Linked DNA regions of Sus scrofa: all the other regions are linked to region 2. A link is a contact called in public Hi-C and promoter capture Hi-C data. All regions are on one chromosome and are shown on one strand. Each heading gives the region's core, a stretch centred on a gene start, on an enhancer-like site or on the middle of the called end of the contact. The rest is flanking DNA. Distances are from core to core; before and after follow the strand shown.

Evidence for each region. Promoter capture Hi-C pulls out the DNA fragments that hold promoters and counts their contacts. A called contact is a pair of places that touch in the nucleus more often than the background predicts.
Region 1: a contact with region 2 is called in a promoter capture Hi-C map of liver, with 2.6 times the contacts expected there. The contact joins the promoter of ATP5J2 here to the promoter of ZKSCAN5 in region 2. A contact is called at or near these places in 2 of 5 promoter capture datasets (fetal liver and liver), 5 of 47 Hi-C or Micro-C datasets (heart right ventricle, liver and skeletal muscle) and 2 of 2 datasets of contacts at active chromatin or transcription factors (alveolar macrophages and skeletal muscle).
Region 3: a Hi-C map of liver shows a contact between it and region 2, with 4 times the contacts expected there. The contact joins the promoter of ZNF655 here to the promoter of ZKSCAN5 in region 2. A contact is called at or near these places in 1 of 5 promoter capture datasets (liver), 10 of 47 Hi-C or Micro-C datasets (alveolar macrophages, embryonic fibroblasts, fetal liver and 4 more) and 1 of 2 datasets of contacts at active chromatin or transcription factors (alveolar macrophages).

What each region holds. Positions count from the first base shown.
Region 1 is chr3:6,393,746-6,398,289 of Sscrofa11.1, reverse strand. ATP5J2 (ATP synthase, H+ transporting, mitochondrial Fo complex subunit F2) reads left to right here and starts at 1,439. Exons shown (of 4, transcript NM_001097464.1): 1 at 1,439-1,460. The coding sequence starts at 1,448.
Region 2 is chr3:6,440,567-6,444,498 of Sscrofa11.1, reverse strand. It overlaps ZKSCAN5 (zinc finger protein with KRAB and SCAN domains 5), which reads right to left and starts at 2,184. Exons shown (of 5, transcript XM_013995381.2): 1 at 2,049-2,184; 2 at 1-161. The coding sequence starts at 58.
Region 3 is chr3:6,501,925-6,505,982 of Sscrofa11.1, reverse strand. It overlaps ZNF655 (zinc finger protein 655), which reads right to left and starts at 1,275. Exons shown (of 3, transcript XM_021086134.1): 1 at 1,157-1,275; 2 at 11-173. The coding sequence starts at 146.

The sequences.
Region 1 (4,544 bases), core at 190-2,689, 45 kb after region 2:
ACCATGAGGTTGCGGGTTCCATCCCTGGCCTTGCTCAGTGGGTTAATGATCCGGCGTTGCCGTGAGCTGTGGTGGAGGTTGCAGACGCGGCTCGGATCCTGCGTTGCTGTGGCTCTGGCGTAGGCCGGTGGCTACAGCTCCGATTCAACCCCTAGCCTGGGAACCTCCATATGCCGCGGGAGCGGCCCAAGAAATAGCAACAACAACAACAACAAAAAAGACAAAAAAAAAAAATGAATTTGATAATTAAGTCCCCCAAGTCACTTTCGTGAGGAAGGCATCAGTTCACTGGTCCAATTCCTACTATCCACTCAGCTCTTAATCCTTTATTTTGACACACCTTGTTTCATTTGTTTCCTACAACAAGGATGCCAGGCAAGTGTTACATGCCTATTTTACAGAGAAGAAAACTGAGATTCAAGAGATCAAAGCATCTCACCCAAGTCAGAATTGCTTAACCAGGAGTAGTTATTGTGGCCTTTGCATCACTGTGCTGGAAAAGAAGTGGCAGAAAGGACTGGAGCTGTGGACACCTTCTGTCCTTAGCATTCCCAGAGCCTGGACATGGACAGGTACTCTTTACCCCAGAGCTTTTAACCCACTGCACCAATCAAACAGTGGGGATCAAACTTGAACTAGAACCTCCATAGCGACCCCAGCCACTGCCGAAGGATTTCCTCTCTCTCTCTCTCTCTTCTCCACCTCCCCCTTCCCCCTTTTTAGGGCTGCACATTGCGGCATGTGGAAGTTCTCAGGCTAGGGGTTCAATTGGAGCTGCAGCTGCCAGCTTATGCCCCAGCCACAGGAATGCCAGATCTGAGCCACATCTGCGACCTACACTACAGCTTGCAGTAGCCATGGATTCCCAACCCACCGAGCAAGGCCAGGGGTCAAACGCGAATCCTTGTGGATAGGATGAGGGTTCTTAACCAGCTGAGCCACAGTGGGAACTCCCTGCAGTGGGATTCTTAAACCACTAAACCACAGAGGGAACGCCTGCAGGTACTCTTGAATCAAACCCATTTAGAGCCTAACTCTGGACACCGGCTTTTCCTGGTGACTGGGGATCCCCTGAGAGTCAGAGTTTAAGTCCCATCAAACACAGCTGAGAGGAAGGGTCCTAAGGCGCCCTCGTCATGTTTCACAACAAATTTAAGGTGATAGAGAGTTAGGATGCTCTTTCCTCACTTTCCTCTCTGGGGGTCCTACCAGCCTCCTTCCTCCTAACTACCATCCCCACCTCCTCACCCCGCCGGTCCCTAAAAGCTGGACCCAGGTCTTTGCCCTCCAGGGACTTAGCCCTTTTTCCCAGGGCGGACTTGCAACCCCAGCTTCGTCCCAGTCGCGACCTGCCTCCCGTGAGCCTCTGCTCCGGGGCCCCAGGGCGCATGCTCCTTACCCAGCAGCCCTAGCGCGACACGGCCAAGCGGACAGCCAGGACTCCAAGATGGCGTCAGTTGGTGAGTCTCCGGTTCTGGCTCTGGTTAGGGCCCTCAGGTTGAAGGCAGGAGTCGGGGTCTAGGGTTCAGTGCTCAGAGCCGCACCGGGAGGGGAAGGACCGAGTGCCGGAGCGGCCTGCCTTTCCCTCAGAGCCTTCTCCGCGCCCTCACTGGAGGCGCACGAGAGCTTTGCCCAGGTCCTGCGCCGCCCGACCCTTCGCTGCTCGCCCCGCCGCGCCTCCGGCCTGCCCAGGGACCGCGCCACTCGGCTGCGGCAGGGAAAGTGACGGCAGCCCAGAGACGCGCTTTGGGGCTTGGGAATGCGCGGCTTAGAGCCACCCTCCCTCACCCCGCTGAGGAATAGCGGCGCTCATCTCCGCTTTGCACCTGAGCTCAACCCCTGGCGCTTTGTAGCTGAGCTCTCGGCGCAAAGCTGAAGTTCAGCTTCTAGGAGGAGCTGTTACCTAGGGCGGTGGGCACCTGGCACCACGTAAGGCTCAACGCGTGTATTTGTTGAGTAGGCTTAGCGAGGTGAGGTGACCTATTCAAGGTCACAACTAGTGAGTGAGTGGGCTGAGCTGGGATTCCAACCTAGGCTTCTGCGTCTCCGTGGTAAACTGAGCTTTAATCACAAGAATGACTTTATGGCCAGCAGGCTTTTCGGTGATCTGCGTGTGTAAATCTACACTCGTCAGACTGTCCACATTGATTTTTAAAAAAATATGGAAACCACCATGTTTTAGCCCCGGATCCTGATGGTAGCCTTGTCAGGAAGTCGTTGCCAGGAACGTTGATCCCATTTTAAGGATGGGGGAAATAACAGTCAGAAATGTGTGGCTTGCCTGCGGTCACACCGCATGATAGTGAGAGTTTTGTCTAATCCTGTATCTTATCCCAGGTTTCTATATCTTAATCAGCCTGGAGAAATGAAAAGGGGATCAAAAAGGAAGAGGGGAGTTCCCATCGTGGCTCAGCGGTAGCAAACCCGACTAGTATCCATGAGGACTCGGGTTCAGTCCCTGGCCTTGCTCTGGATTAATGATCCACGGTCACCTTGAGCTGTGGTGTAGGTTGCAGACAGTGGCTTGGATCTGTCGTTGCTGTGGCTGTGGTATGGACTGGCAGCTACAGCTCTGATTAGACCCCTAGTCTGGGAACTTACATATGCCACGGGTGTGGCCTTAAGAAGACAAAAAAAAAAGAAGATGCTACTTATTTCCCATTTGTAAAAATGGGCATGAGAACATTTATCCAGGGTAGCCGTGTTGTTTAAACAGGACATGTGAAAAGGAAGCCTCGAGGCCTGGCATCTGATTTAAGCAGAGGATCGCAGTGGAGAGCACTGTGAACCAAAGGTTAAACAGTGTGTGTGAGGTGCTTGCAGCACTGCTTGGTCCACAGTTGGGTGCTAGTCATCTAGCTGTCCCTCTGTGACTTTTGGGCATCACCCAGGTGAAGGAATTGGTGTCCAGATACTGATGGTGTTTATTTTATTTATTTTCCTTTTTTGGGCTGCACTTGTGGCATATGGAAGTTCCCTGGCTAGGGCTCAAATTAGAGGTATAGCTGCAGCAGGCCTTTGCCACAGCCTCAGCGGCAACAACAGATCGAGCCGAATCAGCATGTCAGTGCTGGATCCTTAGCCCACCAAGGGAGGCCAGGGATCAAACGTGCGTCCTCACGGAGGCTATGTCAGGTTCTTAACCTGCTGAGCCACAATGGGAACTCCTGGTGATCTTTTAGATGGAGTCTTTTGTCAGAATATAAAGCCAGTAGTTCATTAGCAAATAAATAACAGTAACAGAGGAGGTTGAGATCAGCAAAGTATTGCCAATGGGCTGGATTTACTGTGCCCTGTTTTTGTATGGCCTGTGAACTAAAGAATTTTATTTTATTTTTTTGTTTTTCTAGGGCTGAATCTATGGCATATGGAGGTTCCCAGGCTAGGATCGAATTGGAGCTCTAGCCGCTGGCCTTTGCCACAGCCACAGCAACACCATATCAGGGCCTTGAGCTCATCTGGGACCTACACCACAGCTCACAGCAATGCCAGATCATTAACCCACCTGAGCAAGGCAAGGGATTGGATTTGCACCCTCATGGATAGTAGTTAGATTTGTTTCCGCTGAGGCACGACGGGAACTCCTCTTATATTTTTTAAAAAATTTGTTTAAGGAGTTCCCATTGTGGTTTAGTAGGTGAAGGACTCGACCTTGTTTCTGGAGAATGCAGTTCTGATCCCTGGCCTTGCTCATTGGGTTAAGGATCTGGCGTTGTGCTCACTGTGGCATAGGTTGTAGTTGCAGCTTGGATTTGATATTGCTGTAGCTGTGGTGTAGGCTGGCAGCTGCAGCTCCCATTCAACCCCTGGCCCAGAAACTTATATATGCTGCAGGTACGGCCCTAAAAAGAAAAAAGAAATTTGTTTAAGGAGTTCTCTTGTGGTGCAGCAGGTTGAGAATCTGGCATTGTCACTGCAGCAGTCCTGGTTGCTGCTGTGGCATGGGTTCAGTCCCTTATCTGGGAAGTTCTGCATGCTGTGGGTACAGCCAAAAAAAATTGTTTAAAAAGAAAAAAAAAGACTATGTTACAGAGACTTTGTGTGGCCTGCAAAACCTAAAACTCTTTATTCTCTGGCCAGCCCCAGGGTTGGATTTAGCACCCAGAAGACACTTGGCATTTCCATGCCTCTCCATATAGGTGCAGAGTTTGCTTCTTGAAGTCATAAAAATCAAGCCAAGTAGTCACCTGTCTTCCCAAGAACCTGTGGTCCTTTCTCAGCCTTCGTTGAAATTCTGTCATGACCAGGAACTGTATATGGCTAACTCTTGCCTTCACATAGTGAGCTCACGTAGTACCCAGAGATAAGTACCCTGGTGGGTACTATTCTTACCTTATTTTACAAGGGAGGAAACTGAGGCACAGAGAGGGCAGTTATTGCCCAAGGGCACACAACCTCACAGTGGCACTAAGCCCAGAATACTTGCTGCTAGAGTCCGTTCTGTTCGCCGTGCTCTGCTGGTATGAACCAGCCACTGCACAGGAGTGTTGGGGAGGTTTCCAGTGCAGCTGCCAAGGACCAAGGGTTTTTTTTTTTTTTTTTTT
Region 2 (3,932 bases), core at 935-3,434:
GTGACGTCTCAGCTGGAAGGTCTAAGTCTATAACTTCCCCAGATTCTGTCATTATCATTCCAACTCAGAGGCAGAGCTCTCCAGGTAAGCCGGGGGGCACGGATCAACTTTGTTCTCTGCTCCTTGAGATCTTCTGAAGGACACGTTCATTAGCTTGCAACCTACTGGTACATTGGGAACCATTATTAGCAAAGAGAGGACACAAATGACCACTCAGCAACTCAACAACTAATGATATACGGAAACGACACTTAAAAATGTGGACTACAGGAGTTCCGTCATGGCTCAGCAGTTAACGAACCTGACTAGCATCCGTGAGGATGCGCTCGCTCAACGGGTTAAGGATCTGGCATTGCCATGAGCTGTGGTGTAGGTGGCAGAGGAGGCTTGGAGCCCACATTGCTGTGGTTGTGGTGTAGGCCGACAGCTGCAGCTCTGATTTGACCCATAGCCTGGGAACCTGCATATGCTGAGGGTGTGACCCTAAAAAGACAAAAAAAAAAAAAAAATGTGGGCTATAGGGAGTTCCCCTTGTGATTCAACAGGAACAAACCCAACTAGTATCCATAAGGATGCAGGTTCAATCCCTGGCCTTGGCCGGGGGTTAAGGATCTGGTGTTGCCCTGAGCTGACGTGTAGGTCCAAGATGCTCAGATTCTGCGTGGTTGTGGTGTAGGCCGACAGCTGCAGCCCCGATTGGACCCATAGCCTGGGAACCTCCATATGCTGAGGGTGTGGACCTAAAAAAAAAAAAAAAAAGTGTACTACAAAACAGCCATCCCTCCACCCACAAAATAATGACCAACACTGAAAAAGTGTAAAGGAGGTAGTTCTCTTCTGGCTCAGAGGATTAAGGACCTGGTGTCACTACAGAGGCTGGGGCAGCTGTGGTGGCTGGAGTTCTATCCCCGGCTCATTAATTTCCACATGGCCCAGGTGCGGACAAAATAAATTAAGAAAAAGGGTAAAGGACAGCAATAAAAATTTGACATCGAGCCTAATCAAATACAATTTTAGTGCTTAAGAGCATTAAATCTCATATAAAAAAAACAGGACAAAACTTACTAACTAGTCCAGACGCAGCCGCTCCTTCTCTACCACAAGCCAACTTAAGTCAGAACAGAGGTCAAAAACAGTACAACGGTCAAAACTGGCCCTGTCCTTCTCAAGCCACAAGAGCTTGACAGGCCAACGGGAGACTTCATGGGTCCCGAAGAGAACCAGGGTTTTAAGTACCGATTTTGCACCTGGATTCCTCACAATCGCCCCTGACCCCGAGCCACGGAAACCGGCCCGGTCAAGGTTAGGGACAGGACCATGGTCTGGACACAGAGGCCTGTCCTCAAGGCCCCAGTCCCGGGGAGCTCTGCTGGAAGACCAGGCTCCTGCGGCCAAGGCTGGGAAGACGGGTTTCTTCTCACAAACGAAGAGAAAGCCGAACCCGACACTTCCCAACACTTCCTCGCCGGAAGTAAGCAAGTCCAAGCTGTCCCTGACCAACGGTGTAGAGCCATAAACCCCACCCCCGAGAGTACTTCCGAGTCCTCTCTAGGAATCCCGGAGGCCCTCTCCTCGCAGCGGGCGGGAAGTGCTCGCCCCAGGCTCCGCCCTAACCCCGCCCCCGAGGGGCTGTGGCCAATCAGCGGGGAGATAGGGCGCCGGCCCAGGATGCCCGTCCAACCTCCAGAAACACAGCCGTTCCCCGCCCACCGATCCGCAGGTCCAGCGTTGCTAGGGCCGGAGAGAAAACCGACCCGCCTTCGTCCTCACTCAACCCCAAACCATTTAAACGGCCCGAGCCCGCCCCTTTATTGGATTGGGGGCAGAGGACGGGGCCTTAGATGTCCCGAGGGCTTGCTAAGGCAACAGTTGCCACTGTCTGGTTGGCCGTGGGACTTGCGCTCCTTCAGCCCCACGCTCTGAGCCCCAGTTCCAAGTAGGTCTGTAGCTCTCGGCGAGCCCGCACCCTTACTTCTCTTTAATGGACCGTTTGGTTTCTTCATCTGAAACCTCGCCACTCCCCGCACCCTGCCTCCAGACACACCCACCTCTTTACCACAGCCGTCAGCTCAGGTGCTGAAACCTCCGACGTCAGACCCGCGAGCCCCTGGAGCCAGCGGCCCCAGGGACTACACTCCCAGAAAGCGCCGCGCGGGCCACGTCCTTCAGCCAATAGGGCCACGGCTCTCTTCGCAGCCTCGGTCTCGCGAGCCTATCAAAATGTGAGATTGGGAGGCGTTTCTTCCGCGCCTGCATTGGAAGGCTGAGTGCGTCGGCATAGGGTCTACTACGGGCTGCGGAGGGTGGGGGCGGAAGTACCGCATCCTTTCAAAGAAGAGCCGTCTATTCAGGGCTTCTCTGGGATCCAAGGGGGTCCCATCTTTAATAAGCCCTCGTTTTGTTATCCGTTTACAAAGCTGTTCGACAGGCAGAACGAGAGTCACCGTATTACGAGTCTCGAAGATGAATGAGGCCAACCGACACTGAATCAGAAGGCATACATCCTTGGATACTCCAGGACAGTTTTGTTTGTTTTAATGTCTATTGTGAATTTTCACTCAAATCAGGAATGGGGTTTTGAGAACGCCTTGCTAGCGCCATGGTCCAGCTTATGGGAATGAAGAACTGCAGAAAGTCACCTATCTCCGCTGGAGACGCTTAAATTGACACTGCGGTATGTTTGGTCAATGTAGTATTTGTATGCTTTCACTTTTGACATTTAAAATTGTTAAAAGTTCAGACAAAACAAACACCAGAAGTAAAAGCAATACATCAATGAAGTAATAATTAGTAAAAGTTTATTGTGCACACGTCAAAAAGCTTACAAACCGGTAGCATTCAAACATGGAAAGAAACTTTATGTTATAAAGCATCTTCTATCGTGTGGAGACGGTGACTGTTTATTCTTCACAGTGATTGGTTACAGTATTAAGAATTTTTTTTAGAGGGAATTGGTTAGTAGTTACTTCATATCGAGTTGGGGGAACAATGTAAGTCTTGCTGAGGATTTTCAGAGGCATAAGCAAGAAATACCCAGGTCAGTTAGCCTGGCTTGTCTTGCAAAATGAGCTAAATGAAACTTTGCTCTTATGACTAAACTGGTTTTGTCTGCTCAAGAAATTTTCAAGTCTGGTCTACCTTTGTTTTTTATTTTAACAGAACATTGCATAGTGTCACTTTTAAAAAGTGGATCTTTGATCCATTAATAAGTATCTTGGTGTACGAGAGGAAGTATAAATCTAACTTTCTCTTTTCCTGAATCATTAGTCGGTTGTCTCAACATTTACAAGAAATTCTATCTTTATTCCTCATTGATTTGTGATGCTGCCTTTATCACAAGTTAATTTTGCATGTGTTTTGAGATTTGTTTCTAAATTTTCTATACTGTTCCATTCGTCTGTTTGTCTACACGTGGGATAATATCATGTTGTGTTCATTTACTGAGGTTAATCATTGGTTTTAATATCTCTAAGAGTGAGTGCCCCCCAATTTTGTTTCCTTTTCAGAGTATCCTAGTTCCTTTGATATTCTCCAATTAAGATTCAGTTTTTCTGGTTCGGGAAGAATTCTGTATTAAAATCATTCGTGATTTATACTGACTTAGAGAGAACTGACATCTGTACAAAGGTGATTTTCCTATCCGGGAAAATGGTATGTCTTTCCCTTGTGGAAAAAGCCCTACTTTTGGATCCTTAAAGTTTTCTTCATATAGGAATTGATAAAAGAAGATGCGATGTGTGTAAATATGAATGAATGATAATGGAATATTACTCAGCTATAAAAAGAATGATATCTTGCCATTTGTGACAACATGGATGGATCTAGAGGGCATTATGCTAAGTGAAATGTCAGACAGAGGAAGACAAATACCATACAATTTCACTTATATGTGGAATCTAAAAGCAGGAAGGTTCCCTGGTGGCACAGTGGGT
Region 3 (4,058 bases), core at 26-2,525, 62 kb before region 2:
TCGGCCTTACCCCCAGTGAGCCCCTGCTCCATGTCGGTGTCCTGCACGAACTGAGGTGTTGGGGACAGACCCTCAGCGTAGGCCTCCAAAGGCTGAAACGGGACCCTTGGAGATCCTGCTGTTTCCTGGGCCGATAGTTCCTCCATCCCTGTGCTGGAGGACAAGGACCATCACTGCAGGGTGAGAGGAGGAGAAATTACTGTGACAAGTGAAAACAGCCCGTCATCCTACACCCTCAGGACTTAGCAAAGTACCTTACACACTGCAGATACCTAATAAAAAATCGTTAATAATGACTGACCTAACCCAAACAGCACAAAAAAAAAGGAGTATCTTGCATTTTTAAATATTTAAGGTCCCATTTTTAAATATTTAAGGGTCCGAGTCTGCAGGTTTACGTGAACTCCACTCATTCAGAATCTGTGGCTTTTTTTTTTTTTTTTTTTTTTTTTTTTAATCAAGAAGGCACAATTTCATAGTGGAAAGGTTTCTGCGGAAATTTAAAATGCTCGGCATTTACAAACTTCTCGCCAGGCTGAGACAGACACACTAGCTACGATTCGTCACTGGTTTTTCAAGCAGGCCCCTGAGCAATTACCTGGCAAGCACGTGTCCGCCCACTTTGAATTACGGAAGGGACTCGACCCCTAACAACCACATTCCACGGTGGGGCCGGGGGTGGGGGCGCGGGGGTCGGACCCTTCGGAAACCCAGGCCGGGAAGGCAGGCCCTTCCCACCATCCTGACAGTAACCGGGGAAGGGCTGCGACTCAAACAGGTTTGACAGGTTGTCCTTCACACGCAAGGACGCGACAGGGACAGGGTGCCGTCCCCCCTCCACCCCCTGGGAAAGGCCCTCAGAAGGCCTCGGCCGGCGCTGCCCTCCTCCCGCTTCCCGGGCAGCTCAAGACACGGGCCCCCAAGGGCGAAGCGGGCCGCAGACACCCCGCTCACAGCAGGGCACGGTCACCGGGTCCTGACGGCGGGGCCCTCGGCCCGCGAGGCGTCGGGGCGAAGCCCGACCGAAGCGTAACGGGCCCGGGCGGCCCGGCCCCGCGCTCTCCTGGGGACGGGAGCCTCCTCCTGCTCCTCCTCCCCGGGAGGCTCGGTAAGAGGCCGGCCCACCGCCGCCCCAGAACGGCTTCCGGGGACTCACCCGAGCGGAGGGGCGGGCCAGGCGGCCGTCCCGTCGCGGACACCCTGGCTCGCGGGGCCGGCCTTGCCTTTCGGGGGTCGCTCTAGCCCGCTCGGAGGCCGGCGCTTCTCGGTGGCACTTCCGGGGGCGGTGTCCGCTGCCGGGGGCAGGGCCCCGGATGAGGGCGCGGGAGGAGGGCCCCGGAAGAGCGGGCGGGAGGAGGGCCCCGGATGAGGGGCGCGGGCGCGGCTGCGGCTCGTCGGGGAGGCTTTGCCATGGTCTTCTGCCGGCCTCACCGCCCTCCTGACCCCGCTGCCCACTCTGTAGCCAGTAAACCAGTAATGACCGCGCCAGCCCCGGACGTGGGAAAGCGCCCCCCGCTGGCCCTTGCCCAGCTCCAGCCAACACCCGAGCCTCCCCGCGGAGTGGGGTCCCTTCCGCCTGGGTGCGTGTCGGGGACGAGCACGGGGGCGGACCCTAGGGTCCGATGTCCGTGAGTCAGCCGGTTGGGAGCTTACGCAGGGGCACCAAGCACGCCGCTTCAAGCGAGGGTTGGAGGTGTTTCGATGGCCGGAGAACCACAGAGAATCGTAGGATCGGAACATACTACAGTTCTTGGGGGAAGGTGGGAGCGTTGAGCAAATTGGGGTGAAAGAAAGACACCGATCGCAAGAGAGGTGCGTTCCTGCTGGAAAGACTGGGCTGTGCAGAAAGAAGCAGGGCTAGATAAAGCACGGAGCACGTGGACAGGCAGGGCCAAGGCTACACGAAGCCCCTAGGGCATTATGACTGCCTAGCTCCTTAGAGAATGTGATGTCCTGTGGTGCAACTAGACCTGCCAGGGACTGGAAAGTCGCCTGAGGAATCAAAACGGTGATTTGGAAGGAACAGTAGATACTGCTCCTTTGTTTAAGTTCACAAATCAGATATTTTCCTTTAATGATACTTGACATTTCCATTAAATATAATCACAACCAAGTGTGACATTCTATATGTTTTTTTTTAAACGCTATGAGCCTTGGAGTTCCCGTCATGGCTCAGTGGAAACGAATCCGACTAGGAACCATGAGGTTGTGGGTTGGATCCCTGGCCTGGCTCAGTGGGTTAAGAATCGGGCGTAGCAGGGAGCTGTGGTGTAGGTCGCAGAAGCAGCTTGGATCCCAGTTGCTGTGGCTCTGGCTTAGGCCAGTGGCTACAGCTCTGATTAGACCCCTAGCCTGGGAACCTGCATATGCCATGGGTGCACCCTAGAAAAAGATTAAAAAAAAAAAAAAACGAGCCTCTGGGATATTCTGATATGCCTTCCCTTTCTTTCCTCCTTGGTATCATTCATCTAAAGCAACTTCCTACCATGAAACAATCTCTCTAGTCTATAGCGTCTCTGCACAAAGGTATAGGCGTCACAGAAGATGCACTGCATTTTTTTGTTTGTTTTATTTTGTCTTGTGCCTACACCACAGCAACACGGGATCTGAGCCTCGTCTATGACCTACACCACAGCTCACAGCAACACCAGATCCATAACCCACTGAGCAAGGCCAGAGATCGAACCTGCGTCCTCACAGATTCTAGTTGTGTTTGCTAACCACTGAGCCACGACGGGAACTCCGATGCACTGCATTTAAAAAAAAAAAAAATGCACTGCTTAATCAATTGCCCTGTTGGACAGCTCCAGTTAGAAACTTTGGGGTGTTGAACAAAATTACACTCCTGATAATGTCTCTTGTCCCTGTCGAGATCCCTGGACAATAGGTGACAATTACTTCCAGTTTTTCATTAACAGCTTGTCACCAAACCAGAGTCTTGCTCCTGGCCGCAGTAAACTGAATGCTGAGACACTGAGGTTTGCAGCAGAGAGTTTATTCACAAGGCAGCCAAGGGACGAGGTGGGAGAATGCCTCTTAGATCCCCACCCGAAGGTGAGGGGCTTGAGATTTTTATGGGATAAAGAAGCAGGTTGGGCAGGTGCGGGGAAAGGTGATTGACGCAGGAAGAGGTGAAGTCACCCGTGTTCCACACAGGTGTATCTGAGTGACATGCTGCTTCATGGGAAGGGTTTCAAAAGTGGAGCACTTGGCATGATTTGGGGGAGTTTTGGCCTCTGATGTCAAAGGGTCAGTCATCACCTGCACGGACCTAGTTTTAGGATCAGTGGACCTGACAGTCTTAGCCAACATGAACTGGACAAGAGCCGACTCTTATGTTTCTGAAAACAGCTTAAGCCCCTGTTACTATAGCAACTCATAAATCGGAGGTGTTCATAGGGGTAGTTGAGGCGTCTTGCGGTATATTATCTAAGCCTCATGAAACTTGGAGGGTATGTAATTTGAAAAAAACATGATAAAGGCAAGCTTGGTCCGTGAAGGCAGGCTACAGGCAGAGGGGTTGTGTACCAAGCTGTTCCCTTAGCTGCTGTCCTGTAAGACAAGCTCGAGAATTGGGCACCATTTCAAGCTTTCTCTTCTAGGAGAGCTATAAATTTGGGGTTCTTTCCCAAGTTGCCATCTCCCCACCCGTTGTACCTCTTAGCAGAGTGTCGCATTTCTGCAGCAGAGGTGAGCGAACTCTGACGGTGGTGTGTTTGTACTTAAGTTTTGACTGACTCAGGCAGTTTTCTCCAGTTAGGGGACACATTTAAGAGTCTACTTCCCGAGGACTAGTCTCCATGAGGACACGGGTATTTGATCCCTGGCCTCATTCAGTGGGTTAAGGATCCAGCATTGCCCTGAACTGTGGTGCAGGTCGAAGATGCGGCTTGGATCCCGAGTTCTGGTGTAGGCCGAAAGCTGCAGCTCCAATTCGATCCCTAGCCTGAGAATTTCCATATGCCACGGGTACAGCCCTAAAAATCAGGGGAAGGAAAAAAAGGAGTCTACTTCCCACCAAGGGGCACGTGTCCCTGACAAGGAGTGATAATAAGAAA